Regions from separate parts of the Danio rerio genome. Here region 1 is linked to region 2. The links are chromatin contacts, called in public Micro-C maps. All regions are on one chromosome and are shown on one strand. The core of a region is the stretch at or near the end of the contact, and the rest is flanking DNA. Distances in the headings are between cores, read along the strand shown. Region 1 holds the start of polr2g (RNA polymerase II subunit G). Region 2 holds the start of smad5 (SMAD family member 5).

Evidence for each region. Hi-C and Micro-C count contacts between places; a contact is called where the count stands out from the background.
Region 1: a contact with region 2 is called in a Micro-C map of caudal fin, with 2.9 times the contacts expected there. The contact joins the promoter of polr2g here to the promoter of smad5 in region 2. A contact is called at or near these places in 3 of 18 Hi-C or Micro-C datasets (caudal fin, hematopoietic stem cells and an unstated tissue).

The regions. Positions count from the first base shown.
Region 1 is chr14:30,990,313-30,994,460 of GRCz12tu, forward strand. polr2g (RNA polymerase II subunit G) reads left to right here and starts at 1,713. Exons shown (of 8, transcript NM_199669.1): 1 at 1,713-1,836; 2 at 1,947-2,056; 3 at 2,136-2,295; 4 at 3,633-3,683; 5 at 3,784-3,849; 6 at 3,931-4,002; 7 at 4,112-4,145. The coding sequence starts at 1,825.
Region 2 is chr14:30,772,894-30,776,839 of GRCz12tu, forward strand. smad5 (SMAD family member 5) reads right to left here and starts at 1,547. Exons shown (of 8, transcript NM_131368.3): 1 at 1,398-1,547; 2 at 1,239-1,323.

The DNA.
Region 1 (4,148 bases), core at 463-2,962, 220 kb after region 2:
TATTTGTTTGAAGATCACACACACACACACACACACACACACAAAGATATATGTATGTATGTATATATAGACTATGTATGTATGTATATATAGACAATAATATAATTTAGGTTTACATAGTTGCTAGTTGTCAAGATACCTCTGGATTATTGAGAAATAGACATTTTATTCGTCACTTGGATTCAACAGCACTAAAACTTTAATGTAAGATATTGGTGCAAATATCACTCGCTGCTTCGATAGAAAATGCTTTTTTAAACAACAAATACAGAAATGTACAATAATATACAAAAATATATGCCAGAGTGTACATAAAAAACCTTCAGTAATTAAAAATCGTATATTCATCTAGAAAATGCTTTCAAGTTCCTATATCTGGGGAATGATGACCTCACAATGCAAAAGTTTAGAGTTATAGTGACCTCTTGTGTTCGTGTGTTGTTTTGCAGGCTGTGTGTAAACGCTGAACACGGGTCAGCAAACAAAGTGGTGCGTTTACAATTGACTGAGTAAAATCGGATTTAGTGGAAACAACGATGATGTTATTGCTGGTTATTGGTTCAAATTAAATTACCATAATCTTAAGACAACATCGAAATTGATATCACTGTGTGTTCAATGTTTTAAAAACACAAATAAAATCGTTCGAATCTCATTTCACTAGTTATAGACCATTTCAGTGTGGTCATGTCTTTGGCCCATGAACATTTCCTGCTTGTTATCAAACTATTTTATAACTGTATCAAGAAGCAATTCAATCATAACTTAATATTAAAACAGCTATCATAACATTATTTATTAATATGTGTCTCTTTTTAGATTCTTAGAAGCTATAGAAATGTAAAACAGGAAATACGTTGGGACCATTGTTTTTGTTCACATCCCTCAAAATGGTCTATAGGCAACCATTCAGTTTGGAAAAGAACATGTTTTCTATTGTAAATAAGTTCTGCATTATTGATATTCATTCATTCATTCATTCATTCATTTGTTGCTTGCTTGATTGAAAAATCTCAAATTATTAAAAAATGCATGTTACAAATATTTATATTCTTTTAAAATGTATTTAATTATGTTTTATTTGCATGGCTATTAAAATTTAAGGACATTAAAAACGTATACAACATTGGGTCATAGCAAAAAATCATGCAAGTTGGGTTATTAACTGTTTATTTTATTTTTATTTTTTTTGTTACGTGACAATCTTAAAAGTTAAAACAGAAGCAAATGTGAACAACAAGATATCTGAATTTACTGTGTGGTTTTTAAAAGCTTTATTGTGTCCACGCCAATAGCCAATATATTTTGAACATTTAGCCTACTATTAGCATTTAAGCAGCACATACTCAAAACTTGCATATTCTCATTTTTAAAGAAAATGTTTTGAAAGAAATATACATTTTGGGCCTGACTTCAAAGGTTTTGATTTTCGAGGTAAAATGTCTGCAAATAAATAAATATCACACATAGCATTAAAAATCATAATGTAATAATCACTCATCTGGTGAAGTAGCTGCTAATAAATATGAATTCATTTATTTTTCATCTGCAGTGTCTTACCTTAATAGGGAATCTTATAGACAAAAACAGTTGAAGTGTCTACATTTGTATAAAAATAAAATTCTGAATCCAGAATCAACGCACACTAAACTAGCAGGGACTTTATTTCTAGGGAATCTTAGGGCTTTTAATTTGCAGTCGTTTTCACCCGGAAACATTCGCGTGCTCGCGCTGTCGAGATTCGGCGCCTGAACGCACTGACATAGAAAGTCGTGGCTGTAGAGTTTTAATTCAAGACTTTTGGAAGCTAAAATACAATAAGAGATGTTTTACCACGTAAGTCAGTGGGTGTTTTAGTTTTACGTGATAAGTGAGTTGCAGCACTTATAAATGTCCGTCAATGTTTTCTGTGCTCACTGTTGTTTACACGTTGTTTGTCACAATAGATCTCTCTGGAGCATGAAATTCTCCTCCATCCAAGATATTTTGGACCCAACCTTTTGAACACAGTCAAACAGAAACTGTTCACTGAGGTTGAAGGAACATGTACTGGAAAGTAAGTTAACGTTACTTCATCAATAAATGAATGAACGTTATGAGATCTGACTCTCTAATGCTCGTGTGTTGTTTCCCAGGTATGGCTTTGTTATTGCAGTAACCACAATCGATAATATTGGAGCAGGGGTTATACAGCCGGGCAGAGGTTTTGTGTTGTATCCCGTCAAATACAAAGCCATCGTCTTCCGTCCCTTCAAAGGAGAAGTTGTGGATGCTGTTGTCACTCAGGTTAACAAAGTACGGTTTGTGTTTTTATTTTCATACAACAGTTACAAAAATATAAATATAAAACATACATTATATAGAACATCAGTACGGGATAATTAATACTTATTAAAACAATAATGCTCAAACAAGGTGTTGTGTACATAATGTTTTATTATTTTCTAATTGTTCAATAAACTGGAGACTATTATTGTGCTTATACTATGGTTACTAGACATAAATGTTCAGGTCAGATGATTTAAATCGAGACATTTTTCAGATTTCTGTCCTCAGACAGCTCACGTGTGTAATACTTATGTAGTGTCATAATTATCTTAGCCAAAGCCTTTAGTTTTGATTTTTAAATGTGAAATAACTGTAACCATTCATCGTAGTGATGTGGAACTAATGCAGTCAAGACCTGCCTGGAACTGCGAAAGCAGTGTGCTTATTTAAAAATAATTGAACACCTTAAGTTTCACCAGCCAATCAAAATCAAGCCCTGTAGTATAATTACCTTTGTTTCAGACCCTTGGCAAATGGTCCTCAGAGCTTTTATATAGGCATAAGGTGTTATCAGATTTTCTAGTTGTGATAATTACTGAAGCTTTTATCACAATCTATGGCATTCTCAAAATATTGACTTAAGCAGTTACAAATTAGTTTTAATAACAAATAAACACTACATTTTGTGTATTGCACTTAAATGTTCACAGTTGACAGATTTTCCTAGCAAAATAAACTGTAAAAGTATTTCAAAGTGCCATGGGTAACACTTTACTAAACAATTTCATTTGTTTTAAATGTCAGTGTTAGTCTTGAACAATATAACTGAATGTTATTAGTTAATTATTATTCGTTAAGAATTTTACTTAACCTAGGAATAAAGAATAGGAAACGAGTTGAACCAATGGTAATGAACAATAGGTCTGTAAATAATCTAAACATTTTCAGTCGATGTCATTGGCCAGATTCATGTAAAAAATGTTTGCTTGCAAATAAATAGTCTATTAAATTGTCATGTTATTGACACCACTACCGATACAATAATCTGCTTAAACTAAAATGTTTTCTAATACTATACAGAAATAATAATTCAATGTAATTTTGAAGTGTCCATGATACCAATTTTAGGATTGTTCATTATCAGGATATATTGCAGGGAACCTGGCACATGTTTAACCGGCACTTCTAAGAGTAAAAAAAAAGCCTGCACTGGCAAAACAAAATGAACACTCGAATTGCGGCTCCTGACAATACATTTGTCTTACAAAGTGAAAGCTCAATCTCTACATGACACTGAACATTAATTTTTCTCTGCTACAGATTTTTCCAGTGTTCAATGCATTTTTTATTTCTTTTTTTCCCAGGTTGGACTCTTTACAGAAATTGGCCCCATGTCTTGTTTCATTTCTCGACATGTAGGTTTTCATGGTAAAATATATTCGTGTATTGGTAAAAGACATGTGTAATTGTCTTAAATCTGTGTGTGTGTGTTTTTTTTTGTGTGTGTGAATCTAGTCTATTCCCTCTGAGATGGAGTTTGATCCAAACTCAAATCCTCCATGCTACAAGACAGTGGATGAGGTAGGATTGAATGCTTTTTGTTTTGAAAGTTGTTCTTTTTCAACAGTTTTAAACACAATTTTTATTTTTTTTTTTTAACAGGACGTTGTGATTCAACAAGATGATGAAATTCGACTGAAGATTGTGGGAACTCGTGTGGACAAGAATGATATTGTAAGTAAATGCCAGTTTTCTCGAATATGTCGATGATATAAATCATTTTTTCAATGTTTATTAACAGTTTTTAATGACTTGTTTTGTCCTTTTATTTATTTTTTATTAGTTTGCCATTGGATCTTTAATGGATGACTACCTGGGTA
Region 2 (3,946 bases), core at 297-2,796:
TGTGACAAATCATCATAATCTTATTATGTGATGAATGAAAGCCAGTAACAAGGTAATGCTGTTCTTTGAAGGCGCTCAGTCTCTGATAACATGGTACAAGCTGACCGAATCTAAATCTCCCTGCATCAAGGTCAAAAACAAGCTGCTGCTTTTCAAACGAGTTTCTACTAAAAGGACAGACATGCTTTCTAAAAAGCAAGCATGTCAGTGCATCAATGCTAGGTAGCACAGGTCCTTTTGTGGCTCTCAATCTACAATGATTTACAACACTTCACAAGAACTGTAATAAACAACTCTTGGACCACTTGAATAAACAAAAAACACATCTCCTCTTTACCACTCTTTGTCCAACACAACTGGTTGATCAATGCTTGGAAAACTAAAGAGAATGCTAAAATATTCCCAAAAACTGCACACATGGATCTATGTTTAAAACCTCATCTAACAGGCACAAACACAATATGTTAACAAACAAAAGGTTAAAACAAACTTTAGCCATCAGATGGACCGTTCGGACATCCATCTAGGGGTTTAAATCAAACACACACAACGACCTCCCCTTAAATCCCGTGTGAGTTGCGTATCTAGACAGCATCTTTTGGCCGCCAAATGCACCTTTAGAAGATTCTAGCCAAAACATAACAATAAGTTTTTGCATCCATAAACGCTGTCTGACTGGGCAGCACACTAGGGTTTGAGACACAGCCAGTAAGACACGCCACGACACGCACATCTCTCCTCACAAGAATGTGAACAGTCACTTTCTTTAACTATAAACCAATTATTATTAAAACACAGGAGTTGTACATTTCATCCGCCCGAGGTTTAGTACTTAAGTATGAACAATTTAACATCAAACCGCACAACTTTATTGGCTTATAAACGAGGACTGAAGCTAAGCTAACGTTACATTAGCCTCAACTTTGTATGATTAAGTTAAAAACATTGCTTTTTAAGTCAAAAACGCATTTCCTTTTGATAACATTACTCGTTAGCGTAACTTTCTTAAATTACAAAAACATATACTTTCAAACATTTTAGGTTTTCTCTATTGTGTTAAAACTTTGTGCTAGCCCAGGTGCTACATAGCCAGTTAGCAGTTTAGATTTGCAGTTTGTGGTTTAATTAAACCCAAATAACCAATACAGCTTCCAAACAAGGCTCTGCAACTGATTTTAAATATCTTACAAGTTGCTTTAGGAAAATGTAAATACACTTTGTTCACGTGTTTTCCTCACCTCATTCACACAAAAAGGAGAAAAAAACAGCAAGGAAACTTTTTCAATCACTTCTCAACACCTCCCTGCGGAAAAGCCACCATCCCTGCTGGAATAAAGTTGATAAGTGACCGCTGAAGCGTCTTTATCGGTTAGATGTATTATCATTAGGTTACATACCTTTCAAGAAATGCTGTAGACTCTGTCGACCTTTGCTCTGTTTTACAGACACCGACATGAAGGAGTTTTTTTCCTTTTTTCCTGCCTCTCTTTCCCTCGTCTCTCACCCTCCTGGCGTCAAACAGGCTGGAGGCGAAGTGCATTAGTGCATATCCATCCGCCCATTTGACAACCTACCACTCTTCTTCTGTTAGCAGCTCGAGTGACTGCAGATGCATTTGATCAAAAGATGTGTGTGATAAATGGACTATCTTAGTGTATATAATAAGAGTAAATGTCTGTTCTAATTAGATGAGAGGCGAAAATAACTGTTAGATATAAATAAAACCTATATTTTTGGTACTATAGCAGTGTTTAGTTTATTATTGTTGTTTTTGTTGTTATTTTTATTTGTATATTGTGTATTATTAATTTTAATCCTCATTTGTTATTTTTTGATCTATCTGTTCATTCATTTATTCATTCATTCTTAATTTGTTTGTTTGTTGTTTGTTTGTTTGTTTATAAGGTTTTGGTAATCTCAGCAAGAGATATCATTACATTATCTTATTATTAAAATATGTAATTTATACACCCCATATCTGTAATGAATATGAAAGTGTAATTCATATTTATTATAAAATGATTTGTTGTTGTTATTATTATTATTATTATTATTATTATTATTATTATTATTATCATTATTATTATTATTATGTGTAAAATATTAATCCTCATTTGTCCTATCTTTGTCTCTCTGGTCATTCATTCATCCATTTGGTAATATACAGTCCATTGCTGTTGTCATTGTCAGAAGCAAAACTCATTACATTAAGATTAAAATAATTTATTTATACAGCCTACATAATGTGTATTTATGTGTATCTAAATCTATTCAAATCTATCTGTCAGTTTATTATTATATATTTTTTTATATTTATTATTTAAATTGAATAAGGTGCTTGGTAACTTTGGATATTGTTATGGTAATGGTAATCATTAAAACCGAACGAAATATGTTTTGAATACTATTATTTTTCACATAATGTAATTTTGGCTGTATTAATAATAATAATTAAATTATAGGAGGAAGCCTTATTTGTGAGCGAATATACTAGATGTAGGCCTGTAGATTTAATGGCGGAAGGATACCTTTGGTCACCATGTTTTTCCCGAGCCGTCTTGAAGTTGTGCTACGGTCACGTGACGTCACGATGCTTGGCTCCACTCTGTCTGGCTTTTAAAACTTCACTAGTACAGCAGCCAATGGAGAGAGAGTTACGCGCTGCTTACTTACTCGCGCTCACAAACGAGCCAGTATTCAAATTCATTAGTTTGCTCATCTGCGTTATTAGACAAGCAAAATCATTAATAATCGCTGTAGAGAACTATCTATCTATCTATCTATCTATCTATCTATCTGTCTGTCTGTCTGTCTGTCTGTCTGTCTGTCTGTCTGTCTGTCTGTCTGTCTGTCTGTCTGTCTGTCTGTCTGTCTGTCTGTGTCTATCCGACCCTCTGTCCATCCGACCGTCTACCTGAGGAAATATCGGAGGTAACGCTTGGAGCTTTGTAAAAATATACGTAATTTTCACTCTATATTATTGTGACGCTGCGTTGACTTGGTTGACTGGTCCCGATATTGTGCAGGAGATTGTCAAATGCACATGCAGGGTTATTATTGTCCTGAATGTGCCACGGGGTAAAATTGTATCCAAATTCACATGATTCGCGTTCATCTGGGTATTTTGATTCTGTTTACTGGCTATGATCCCACATGTGTATTTGCTCTGCTCTGGCTTTCTGTAAAGCACATGTCCTGAAAGAAAAGAGTCACAGCTTCTGTAGGCCCTTTAGCAAAGTCTGTGTATTTTTCTAATAAATCTATCTATCTATCTATCTATCTATCTATCTATCTATCTATCTATCTATCTATCTATCTATCTATCTATCTATCTATCTATCTATCTATCTATCTATCTATCTATCTATCTATCTATGTCTGTTGTTTTTATTTATTTATTTATTTTTATTGGATGTCTGTGCTTATTGAATGACAGTTTTTCTCTATTGCTTTGGTTCAATTCTGGATTGAAATTTTTATTTTTCAAAACAATAAGTTTAGATCTCTGAATAATTAGCTTATTGTTCACTTCAGACGGGCATTTCTTATCAGTTTTTCTCAGTGGCTTTGGTGCATTTCTCACAACACTGTTTACATTTGCACAACAGTTCATGCATTTCTCAAAACAATAATCTGCAAAACCTTGCTGATAACCTGCAAAAGCGTGCCACTTGCTCAAAATGGAGAGCTCATTCCTCAAAAGCAAGTATTCATGTCAATGACAGTGTCAGTGTCATCAAGATGAAAAGTCCCAACACCGTTGTTTATGAACAAGATAGTCAAATGGCTTTGCCATGGTTTCATCATGACAGTTTTCTCTACATTTTTTAAAATGCAGAAAAGTCCGATTTTGGTGACACGTGCTGAAAATTCTAAAGACAGCACTAATACTATTGGCACAGCCGTTTGAAAACTACAGTAAATTTAGACATCACTGCATTTAGTG